2 separate regions of the Zea mays genome follow, and region 2 is linked to region 1. Evidence: chromatin contacts called from public Hi-C data. All regions are on one chromosome and are shown on one strand. Each heading gives the region's core, a stretch centred on a gene start, on an enhancer-like site or on the middle of the called end of the contact. The rest is flanking DNA. Distances are from core to core; before and after follow the strand shown. Region 1 holds the start of LOC100281588 (purple acid phosphatase). Region 2 holds the start of LOC542116 (superal 1).

What was found. Hi-C and Micro-C count contacts between places; a contact is called where the count stands out from the background.
Region 2: a Hi-C map of ear shows a contact between it and region 1, with 4 times the contacts expected there. The contact joins the promoter of LOC542116 here to the promoter of LOC100281588 in region 1. A contact is called at or near these places in 6 of 25 Hi-C or Micro-C datasets (ear, endosperm, leaf and 1 more).

What each region holds. Positions count from the first base shown.
Region 1 is chr9:99,576,403-99,581,941 of Zm-B73-REFERENCE-NAM-5.0, forward strand. It overlaps LOC100281588 (purple acid phosphatase), which reads left to right and starts at 4,111. Exons shown (of 10, transcript NM_001154507.3): 1 at 4,111-4,280. It overlaps LOC100277198 (ER membrane protein complex subunit 7-like protein), which reads right to left and starts at 3,798. Exons shown (of 7, transcript NM_001407177.1): 1 at 3,576-3,798; 2 at 3,430-3,473; 3 at 2,390-2,522; 4 at 1,254-1,317; 5 at 1,051-1,167; 6 at 749-857. The coding sequence starts at 3,673.
Region 2 is chr9:99,906,431-99,911,814 of Zm-B73-REFERENCE-NAM-5.0, forward strand. LOC542116 (superal 1) reads right to left here and starts at 3,743. Exons shown (of 2, transcript NM_001329492.1): 1 at 2,860-3,743; 2 at 1,042-1,247. The coding sequence starts at 3,497. The coding sequence ends at 2,883.

The DNA.
Region 1 (5,539 bases), core at 2,861-5,360:
TTGAGTTATTTACCCGCCATTGCCACTGGTTATGAGAAACAATCTAAACTCTGGAGCAGAGCTGCTCCACCCAGAGTTTTAGAGTAGAGCTGCTCTGGGGTGGAGCAGAGCCATGCCAAACACACCCTAACTATAACTAAAACCCACCACAATCAATAACTAAAAAAGGTTATCTACATAGAACCGTTCTACAAGCTCTAGAGGGCACATGCAATCAATGATGACAAGTACATCATGAGGCCAACAGCTGATAGGATAGGAAAAAACAGTACTCTAAAGTTTCTCTCAAGTGAATTTGGGAGATGCCAACATTGTCAACTTACTGTATTCAAATTTTAAGATGAAACAATCAAGACAATTTAGAAGCATAGGTTGTAGATAACAATGAACTAAATATAAATAATGTGTTCAACAGGTATAATATAAATAGTACAAACATAAGAAATTTTAGTTAAGAAAATCATCACTAAAACATTATTTAAAGCCCATCTCATTAATAAATACAGAAAGGACACATTATAACCAAGAAATCCAGAAGTGCAACAGTTCAAACTAATTGACTTGATGCCTTGCTTGCTCTAGAAATTTGAAAGTCAGCTGTTGCACAGAGCTCAGTAAATAGAACTAAACTCTACCATTGTATCATGCAACACTGCTCGTAGAAGCTGCTGTTTGCTAGTTGCAAGCTTTAGTGAAACATAATAACTGAAAGCTTGTATCCATTCGATGTAAAAGAGGTGAAATATACCTATGTTCTCCATCATCTTGGGCATCACAAAGACCATTAAGACCATAAAACCAACCATTAACCCCATGGGGCTCTTCAAAAGTGACATGATGGAGAACGGCTCCCTAACCTTGAAAAGGTTGAAAAGGAGAACATTTAACGAGGTTGCTTTCATAATACTTATCAAAAGCACGAAGTGAAGAAACACAATAACAATAACGAAGCCTTTTAGCCCCAAGCATAACCAAGTTTGGGTCAAACTCAACATGAGCTACCAGTGAGAAGTGAGGAAACAAGTATACAAAAAGTTATATAGCCATTACCTCATAGTACTGCTCTTCTTTCAGAGGTTCCAGAACAAGCTCATTCAGAACCCTTCTGGTTTCAGTCAATGCTGCTTGAATATATCCAGGATTCCTTGCACTTATATCAACTCGGACCTATCATGCATCAGAAATATGGAGTAAATTACTCATATCAATTTCCATTCACCTTACCAACAAAATCAAGTGTAATAAATACTTACAGGGGAAAAGAAGTAACCAATTGAGGAGACCTCAATCAGATGAGTTCCAGCTGGCACGTTGTGGCTAAAGTATATCAGGTCAAGGAGCAACAATAAAGCAAATATTGAGATCTGCTAAGACCGAACTATGGTTATATACAAGGAAATATATAACCAAGAGTAGACAAGAATTAATGGTATGCACATGATGAGAGCTACAGCTTCTTTGCTTGGTAAATTTTATCAGCAACAGATGGATAAATGTATGATACTATGTTTTCTGGTTGAGCGACCAGGCAACTAATCGTGATTAGTCGACGACTAGGTCGACTAATCGACCTCTGGTCGACCCTAGTCATCCACTAGTCCATATGACATGAATTCTGCAATACTCGACCTGCGGGGGGTAAGACAGCCCCCGAGTATTGTATTAAGAAGACCTTCTCACACAGGTCGAGAAAACCCCCAAACCCCTACCCCACCCATACACAGCGGCATCGAAGCCCATGTGAGAACGACCGCGACCGAGGCCGAGCCTTAGACCTATGCTTTGGCGTGGGACAGACGAGGGGATTTTTTTTAACCACAGCCTGAAATTCGCTCCCACGGGAAGTCGAACCTATGACCTGAGGAGTGCTACCCAGACCACCTAACCAATTCACTAGAGGCCCTTTCGCGAATTCTGGAATACTGATTTAAGAGAAGATATTTGTTCATCCAACTGAAAACAGTAGCTCCCCAATGACCCTAAAGTAATGCAGGCGTTGAAGAGAGGTTTAAAGGAACATGGAAGACATAATTTCAGACCATACATGATCATAAACAGATATAGGTTTAGAACAACATGGAAGACACATAATCAGACCATACACGATCATGGCCTGCCAAAAGAAGCCCACGAAAATTTGACAGGCGGCGAACCCTGGTCGGATAGAAGCTCCTGATCGATCGACTAATCGTCGCTAGTCGTCAACTGGTCAAACGGCCAGGGTGATCAGGTGTCCTAATCGGCCTGCCCTGATCGGCCACCCAAAACCAACCCACCTGACTAATCACGATTAGTCGGGCGACTTGAAAACATAGGTATGATAGCATGAGCCATACCAGTGTAACACATGTGGATTTGCTAGAAAATGGAAAATAAACTTGAAACTTACGGTAATGAATCATTTGTAGGATACAATGCAAAGTAGCCGTCTGGCCTGGCAAATGTAACCCTTTGGCCGCCATTAAGTATCACTTTTGTGTTTGATGTCTTGGCTGGAAGACCATAGCCCTTCTCACTCATGCCTATAGCCATAGCACATATATAACATCAGATGGACAGCATGTGATAGTAGCTTTCAGCTTGAAATTTAGGTTTCAAGCATGCTTCAAGGTGCAATAAACCTAAATTAACAAATCATTCACTGTAAATCCCATAACTATATCCATAAGCTAAGAGTACTCTCAGGGAACAACACACATACAAACCATTTCAGAAGCATTGATCAGAACATCGTAGCAACGCGGATATCCACAAATCAAGAAAACTAGTTTAGTGGTGTGGAGAGACAGAAGCCAGACAAAAACATATCAGAGCCCCTCCAATTGCACGCACCTTATCACAAACCATGCTGGCATGGCATCATTCTATCATAAAAGAAAGATCTTCTTGCAAATTCATTAGGTTACTACACTGACATTAGCAGAAATCAAAATATCAACAACAGAATTTCTACATCTGTATACTCCCCTTTTTTCGGACAGAACACAGCTGCTGATTCATTTTAGTTTGCATTAAACACCAGAGAACAGGAAAAGCACACACACACTTGCACAATTCAGGGCTGTACTTAAGTTTGCAAGCTATAAGTTTAGTTAAAACTTCACAAAATCATTTACCATGGATGATCCTAAAACCAACAAGCAGCCGGGCTCTCATCAATTTGCGTCAGTTCAACATTCAGTAAATGCTTGCATACCTCTAATTTCCTAGCAATCAAAACTGCTTCAATAGGCAGCTTTAGTTACATGAATGAATTGTTTGAAATCCACACAAAATACAGGCATATCCAGCAACCAAAAAGAGCACTAAATCGAAACTTGCAAAAGATATACCCCAGAGCAACATCAGGAGCAACTAATTTAGAACTGAGTGACACTTATACAATCCCTAAACGATGCAAACCTAGGCAGTGGGAGCTGGATCACTTACCATCGATCTTGACGCGGCCGGCGATCGTGTAACCCTCTCCAGACCTAGAGCCACCAACGACAAGCGCCAAATCGGGAGAGCGGTCAGCAAAGCATCCGGCCGATCGGATCACGGAACGAGCGTAGGTGAAGGACAGGGACACCTACCCGGCTTGATGCGCTGCCGCGGTACCGAGGCAGGCCGATGTGACGGACACGAGGAGAAACAGGAGCAAGTGCCCGTGGCAGAGGGAGGAAGCGGCCATCGTCGCCGTGGTCGTCGTTGCTCGTCACGGTCGCCGAAGGCCGGAAGGGGGCAGTAGAGCTGGTCGGCTCGTCGCGGCCTTTTTCGGTTTGTGATGTGACGGATGGTTGCACTTCGGTTCGGTTTATTCTCATAGTGGGCTTCGGTCGAGCTCTTATTTTGGCTCAAACGCAATGGGCTCTATTGGGTCTAGTTGGGCTAGGCTAGTGATCTATCCTATCCTGATGATCAGATCCGGCCCAGAAAACCGTGGAATCTGTCAGGTGACGAGAGGAGAGAGAGACGGCGGCGGGCCCGCCGCCAACCAACCTTAATGAGTGTCGCAGTCGCAGGTGGGACCCGTTTGTCAGTTATGTGACTCATCCCGGATTCCCGGTCCAGGCTGGCGTCGCAAATGAGTGGGCTGGGCTCTTATATTTGCCGTTCCGTCACGGCTTTGCTCGCCAAACTGACTGATTGTCTGATTGTGATTGCGGCAGCACCGCCGACCACGAGCCCGCCGAAAGGCTCCTCCGCCTGCCGTTCCAGGGTGCACTGCCGCCATTGCTCATCTCCCCGTGGTGCGGAGGTCCACCCGGGCGCCAATTGGTCTCCTCTTTCGTTGGCAGGTAATCCTAGGACGGCCTCCGTTTCTCTGAAGAGTTGTCTCGCTTGCTAGCAGATCCAAATCTTGTCTGTCTCTGTCTCTGTCTCTACGTTGGTTCGGTGTGTTGTGTACTGGTGTACTGCGTGGTGCCCTGTTAGTCCAAATCCATTTATCCATATTTTGGCTAGGTTTCTTTGCTTCTTCATCAGGCTCAAGATCGACACTAGTTGGCTGGCACCACACTACTTCTTGAGTTCTTGGTGCCCAATAAATCGGGGATACAACGAAACTCGTGCGAACTGTTGTTCGTGCAGAACTTATTATAAACAAAATCAAACACTTTTTGCAAAGGTTATGTGTCCTGAGCCTACTGATGTGTTAAGAAAAAATCACTCAGAATTACTACTCTTGTTAAATGGATGGTGAGTATGAAATCCCAAGCAGAAATGAATTCAGTTGTTAGAATAGTTCCTAGTTTCTGCTCACCTTTAGCGCATCAAGAAAAAACCAAGTAAAGAGAAAGAGGTACTGTCGTTGGAATTGAAGTGCATGTTATCAGGTGCCTGAGACTTATTTGTCTTCGTTTGTCCTTCCTCATCTGCACACTTGTGCTGCTCCGTATGTTCTTTCTTCTATTTGTTTGCTCTTACTATTTCTTGAATGACAGCTCTACGGCCAATAAATATGTAGTTTGGCCGTGTTCTCCTATTCGGTTTTTTTTTCACACTAGAGTACGCGCTGTAGATTTACTTAAGATGGTTGTTTCTATGATTCAAGATTCTTTCTATCCTTTTTTAGTTGGACTACAATAGGTTCCTAGTAACCTCGAATGGTTATGATCTATATTGTCATGGGTAGGGTCCACCAGACTAATAGCTGGAAAATTGGATGTTTTCCTTTTCTATGAGATATTCTAAAAGATTCTTCCTTCATTGGTTTCTGCAAAAGACTTGCCAGCTACTTTTACTATGTAATAAATGAGTAATCATATTTGCATTTAAGGGCGATGTGTCATGGTTTGGCAATATCACGATAATAAGGCAACGTTAATGTTTCTTTAGCCATATTCTGACATTGTATTTAAGACCGCAGTGATGATATTAGATTCTTAGGCTAATCGTGTTAATACCAAAGAATCGAACTAATCAGATCTATATGTTCTGCTGTTCTTACACAATTTAATAACTTTAGTTGCTATTCTTCAGTTCTTCTGACCATGTCTTGTGTGTAGTAGTAATACAGCGTTGCTGGTTCATTGGTATAATATTTCTGTTTTCTGAT
Region 2 (5,384 bases), core at 2,493-4,992, 330 kb after region 1:
ATACATAATTTTAGTATTTTTACTATTTAAACATAGGTCTCCAGAATGACGGCAACATGGAACCATAGAAACTGTTGCTTTAATATAGTAGAGAAGTGTAGCGGTAATGATTCGTTGTTATCTACTTGTATTTGATATGATTTTGGTTAAATGTGGTAAACGTATTTTCCTTTACATATGAATTTGGTAAAACTCAGAGAGGTGTTGAACCGAGATGAACTAGGAATTTTCCGAGAAAACAGAGACTTTCGAAATCGTGATTGTCTTCGAATTTGGGCTGGGAAAGCCCACGAGTGATGCGCAAGCAGCATCAGCTCAACCACACTGCAGACGAAGTTCAGATCGAAATTCAGTCCAGTACCCAATAAATAATCATACAGTGCCTGTGTGCTAAAGCATATCAAAATTTCAGTGCGTTGCGTTAGACTGGAAAGTGGTTGCAAGATGGCATGAGACTGCTAGCAACGGTAGCCTGTATATTGCATCCCCTAAATACTAATTTAGAGATTCCTCCAAAAGATTTCTTCCCCTAAATAAATTTTATCCGCAGCGGTATCCTGTACACTGTATCCTCTATGTCCTACGGGTCCATGCCCAGTCACGCGAATGAGAGGAGCCAGGAGCTGGAGGACTTGTCGGACGCTCCCTCGTCCCCTATATCTATAGGATGGAGCCGCCCCCCTGGAAAATACAGGATGAGGTACCGGATACCGCTGCAGACGCTTTTTATTCTCAGATCCGGTATTCTACAGGTCCAGGACAACATACAGGCCACCGCTGCTACCAGTCAGGGGGTATCGTCGGACTTCCCAACGAGAATTGCTTTCTCTGTGCTCTGTAGAACAGGTAAAGTTTCTTTGGATTTAATTAGGCAAGATTTTTCCAATCCTAAACTCACCATGAAGCAAACACTCAATGAATTTGTTGATGACAGCTCGATCATCTAAGGCAACAGAATCAACGGTATGGCAAACTGATGCCAAGCATCAGCTTCAACATTGTTCATACCAGATGTGGGCGACCCAGACAGAAACACAGAATCACAGATGTCCGCAATCGCGCAAATTATTGGATTTTAAAGTACAATAAGACAGCAAAGTTTCCATCGAGTCACACAAACCCCACATGGCAATGCCAACACACGCCTTCAAGCATATAACAGTAGTATTTACGAATCTACCAAACATGAGTAGCAGTCCACAGGACAATGGGTCATTGCGGCTCAACAGCATAAGCCTGAATCGCATCTGCAAAGGAGCAGACACCCATGTTAGCATACCCAAGTTAGGTTCCATAAATCATAAGTATTTCACAGCATATAGAAGCTGAGTTCAAGAAATCTGAGGAAGAGGTTATCCGGCCACCAATAGTTTACCAAACAGATAAGCTGGAGAACATTTGCAGAGGATTTATCAACTGCCATAAACAGAACAGAGTTAACAGAATTTGCTCAGGAAGTATGAATTTGAGCCGATGCTATTTATATGCAAGACAAAAAAAAAAACTCTACGAGTGTGCAAAATGCAATGCGTGCCTTCAGAAATATTCTTTGTACACCTGGGTAAGCAATATAACAGTAAATACACAAACATTTGGGGGGGGGCACCTCTGTGAAATACGAAAGCAGAAGTTTTCTAGTGCCAAATAGGAATTTTTCTCTAACAGAGGCACACTACATCACAAATTTACACACACTGCACAGCCTCTTCTTATTCTGTGAACATGCTATGAATTGATTGATAATATTATGGTCCTGGTATAGAGCCAGTCGCATAGTAACTTTAACTTTGTGGTGCAAACAATAACCTTTTACAGCAAAGAGAAACCATTATCTTTCACGCAGTTTCTTTGATTCAAGACAGTGACAGTTCCCTACTTCTATACTATCAATCTTATTACTGGAACACCTCAGGCATAAAACACTAATCAGTTAATTTTTTACTACGATTCTACCCAGCTTCATCTCATACTTGTTCATGCCTATATGGTTGAGCCAATGCAGAATCATGTAACAGTACCATCAACAGTAAAAAAAGGTTCAAGCTTTATGCATTTACACTATTGTTCAATATTTTCCAAACACACGCTTAGGATTTAGCTGGCAGTTGGCACTAGCAGCTAATGGAACAGGAAGGTGAGTGTGGCAGAACATAATAGGCATTCATGTGGTCGACTCACTAAGACAAACAGAGCTTGGATATTACCAGACACAATCACATAAGTGCATGGTCCTCACAGTCATCAATCACAAATATATTATTATGGCAAGTGTTATTTCATAACATAAACTTACCAGCCACTTTTTTAAGATGCTACCTAGAGAAATTTCCATCGACGGCATTATCAGGTTTCATTATAGCACTGCAAGCCTGTGAACCACTTAACATCCATGATAGTGGTTTTAGGGAGTGCTATACTGCTTTAGGCATATACAGACAATAAAGCTCATTAACATTAGCTCTAACAGCTATATTTGGTCATTTGTAAGTGCAAGATATAAGAAAAGAACCCACAATATATATTGTTCGTCTTAGGCCTCCTTAGGAACAATGGATTATTTCTTGAATCCTGTGTTTTCCTGTATTTTTTGAACTAATTCCTGTGAAATTCTTATACCATTGCTAAGGTACGCCATTATTTGCTAAAGTTATCTGCTCTAGAGTACAACTCAAATCGCTAAAAAGCTTGGTTCAACAGGTAGTAGATATACATACCTGACCACCTTCACATGCAATTGGGCACAATTTTATAAAGCATCACACTCACGATTCACGATAGCAGTTCTTCAACAATGATCAAAGGCTACCGCAGCAAAACATAGGCTAAGGTCACGGGGGGCTAGGATGAATCTATCATCACCTGATAAAGCCTGAAACAACCTCTCAGCCGCGGGCCTTAAGCTCGGCGAGGCGGCGAGAAAGGTCATCCTCGTCGACTTTCTCCTTATCCTTGGCGGCAGGGATGGCGTGGGCGGCTGCCTGCGGCAGACCGACGGAGACCTCGAGCCCGTAGTCGTCCGCGACCTGCTGCATGAGGCTGTTGACCTCGGTCTCCGGCGTGGAGAGGGAGGTGGAGCCGGCCATGGCGCCCTCCATGAACTCGGCCTGGACCTCCATGTTGACGAACTGGCGCTCGAAATTGTCCATGGTCTCGGACATCTTCTGGAGGTTCCCGGTGGCGAGCGAGGAGTCGAGCGACTTGACGATGGACTGCATGGACTTGCCGATGACCTGCATCTTGGCCTGCGTGTCGAGGCGGGCCACGACGGCGTCGAGGCGAGAGGCGAGGCGGAGGTAGTTCATGTGCTCGGTGCGCTTGCGGATGGCGTTCTCGGCGTAGATGCGGGCGCCGTCCATGTTGCCCTTCTCGATCGCCTTCTTGACCTTGAGCTTCTGCTCCTTCTCCTCCTTCTCGCACTTGCGCGCCTGCCGCTGCAGCGACTTGGAGGTGAACTTGAGGTCGAAGATCTGATTCATCAGCTTCTCCGGGTTCCCCATGGTCGCTGGCGAGCTGGTTGGTGTCGCTAGGGCTGGGATGGGTCTGGGATTTGGCTAGGGCTAGAGTGAGATTAGGAGAAGAGCTGAGAGGGCAATTTGTGAAGGCTCGTGGAGGCGAGAAGGGGAACGAATGGGGATTTTTTGACGACGAGGCGATCGGGTTGGGGGATCGATTCGATTTTGATCTGGGCGAAGAGCCTAACACCACCACGCGGTTTGGTGCCAACACGGCCGTGCGGTGGCTGCGGGTGGGAGTCGTCGTGTGGCGACCGTGTCCTGGCCGTAGATCGTGCTACAGCGCGTGGTATAAACGTTATAGATCCGGTCAAAACCACTGCATTTAAAACTAGAAGAAGAAATATCATGTGTTGAGCAACTCCAAGAGTCTATGTATAATTCTAGCTAAATTTAGAGTTTCATGAGAACTTAAAAAAATAGACAACTTCTTAAACATTAAGGTAAAACAAACTCTTTATAATTCTTGTGGAAATCATTTGACAACAGACCGCCACTCGAGGTACCGATCCGACCGTCAAAGTACGAGATAAGGTACTACACACATACTGTATACTGCATATCTATCATCACAACATTATCAATCACTTGTCGGTTTGGCGTTGTTGTTGTAGACTGCGATTGCCAAGAAGAACTTCAAGCAACTTGAAAAGAGGTACCGTGAGATAGACCCAGCAAAGTGTGTGGCGTCGTGACCTATTTTGTTCTTTGCCTTTTTGAACTGTTGTACCGGTCAATTAGAGGCGAAGCTAGGGGGTTTTATTGGTGTCACTTGACCCCTATAAAATTTAAGAAATACTATACAAATATATTGTTAGCTAGTGTATTTAGATGATGATTAGTAAAACAGACCCCAATAACTTTATTTTCTGGCGTCGCCCCTGCGGTCAATCCGTGTTCATCGTATATGCAGGCAAGCTCACAGCCACGGGAACGGAGATGGTGAGCTGAGTGTGCTCACCAAAGATGATTAGCGATCTTAACAGGATGCCTAGCGGGAAAGAAAAGCGAAGAAAGAGTGTTGGATCGAGTTTTGAGCGCCGTTTTTCTATTTTTACCGATACTAATTGATTTAGCTAGGCTGTTGGAGTTGCTCTTATATGCTTCTAGTAAAAGCGAAAATCAATTTCAAGTCAATTTTAAAGATTTTTTTCTCTTTTCGGATTCTAACAATTCTATCGAGAATATAAGCCATTTTGTTAAGGAGCGTTTAGATTTGCTTCACTTTACAAAATCTAGCTTAGCTTTATAAAATTTTAGCCAAACATTCCAACTCTACCATAAGCAGTCAAAATCTAGTATGTATTTTTAACTCACTCTTAAAGTTTAGGTGGAATTACTCACATTTGTCATTGGTTAAAACGTTTTCTTTTGTTCTGTTCTTAGAAAAGATGACCACGACATTTATGCCTATTTATTGGTCGCCCGCTCGCCTTAGACTGTCTCCAACCATGCTACCTAAAATTAGAGATGTATTCAGTAATCTGCCTCGCGCCAGAGCACAAGGTCGCGTACGCATTTGTAACATTCTCCAACGGCAGACGCAAAAGAGAACCCCTGGGCCGGGCTGTTTCACTCGCGCGCTTAGGCGGAAGATTCACGCGGGAACGGCGTATCTAGGCGGGAATAAGTTACTGCGTCCGCGGGAACCACCTAGACGGCGTATCATTGGTCGAAGCTGGCCATGTTGTACTAGCAAAAAATAATTTTTTGGGTTAACTAGCACTGCAAAATTAAACCAACATCAGTTCAGGAATGTGCTTGCAGTAAAACCTGGGTAGGTTGAGCATCATCAAAGTCTTGAAGTGCAGCAGTAAAACCATTAGCCCACTGGTCTTGCCCAAACAAATCCTGGGCTTGCTCATTACCATC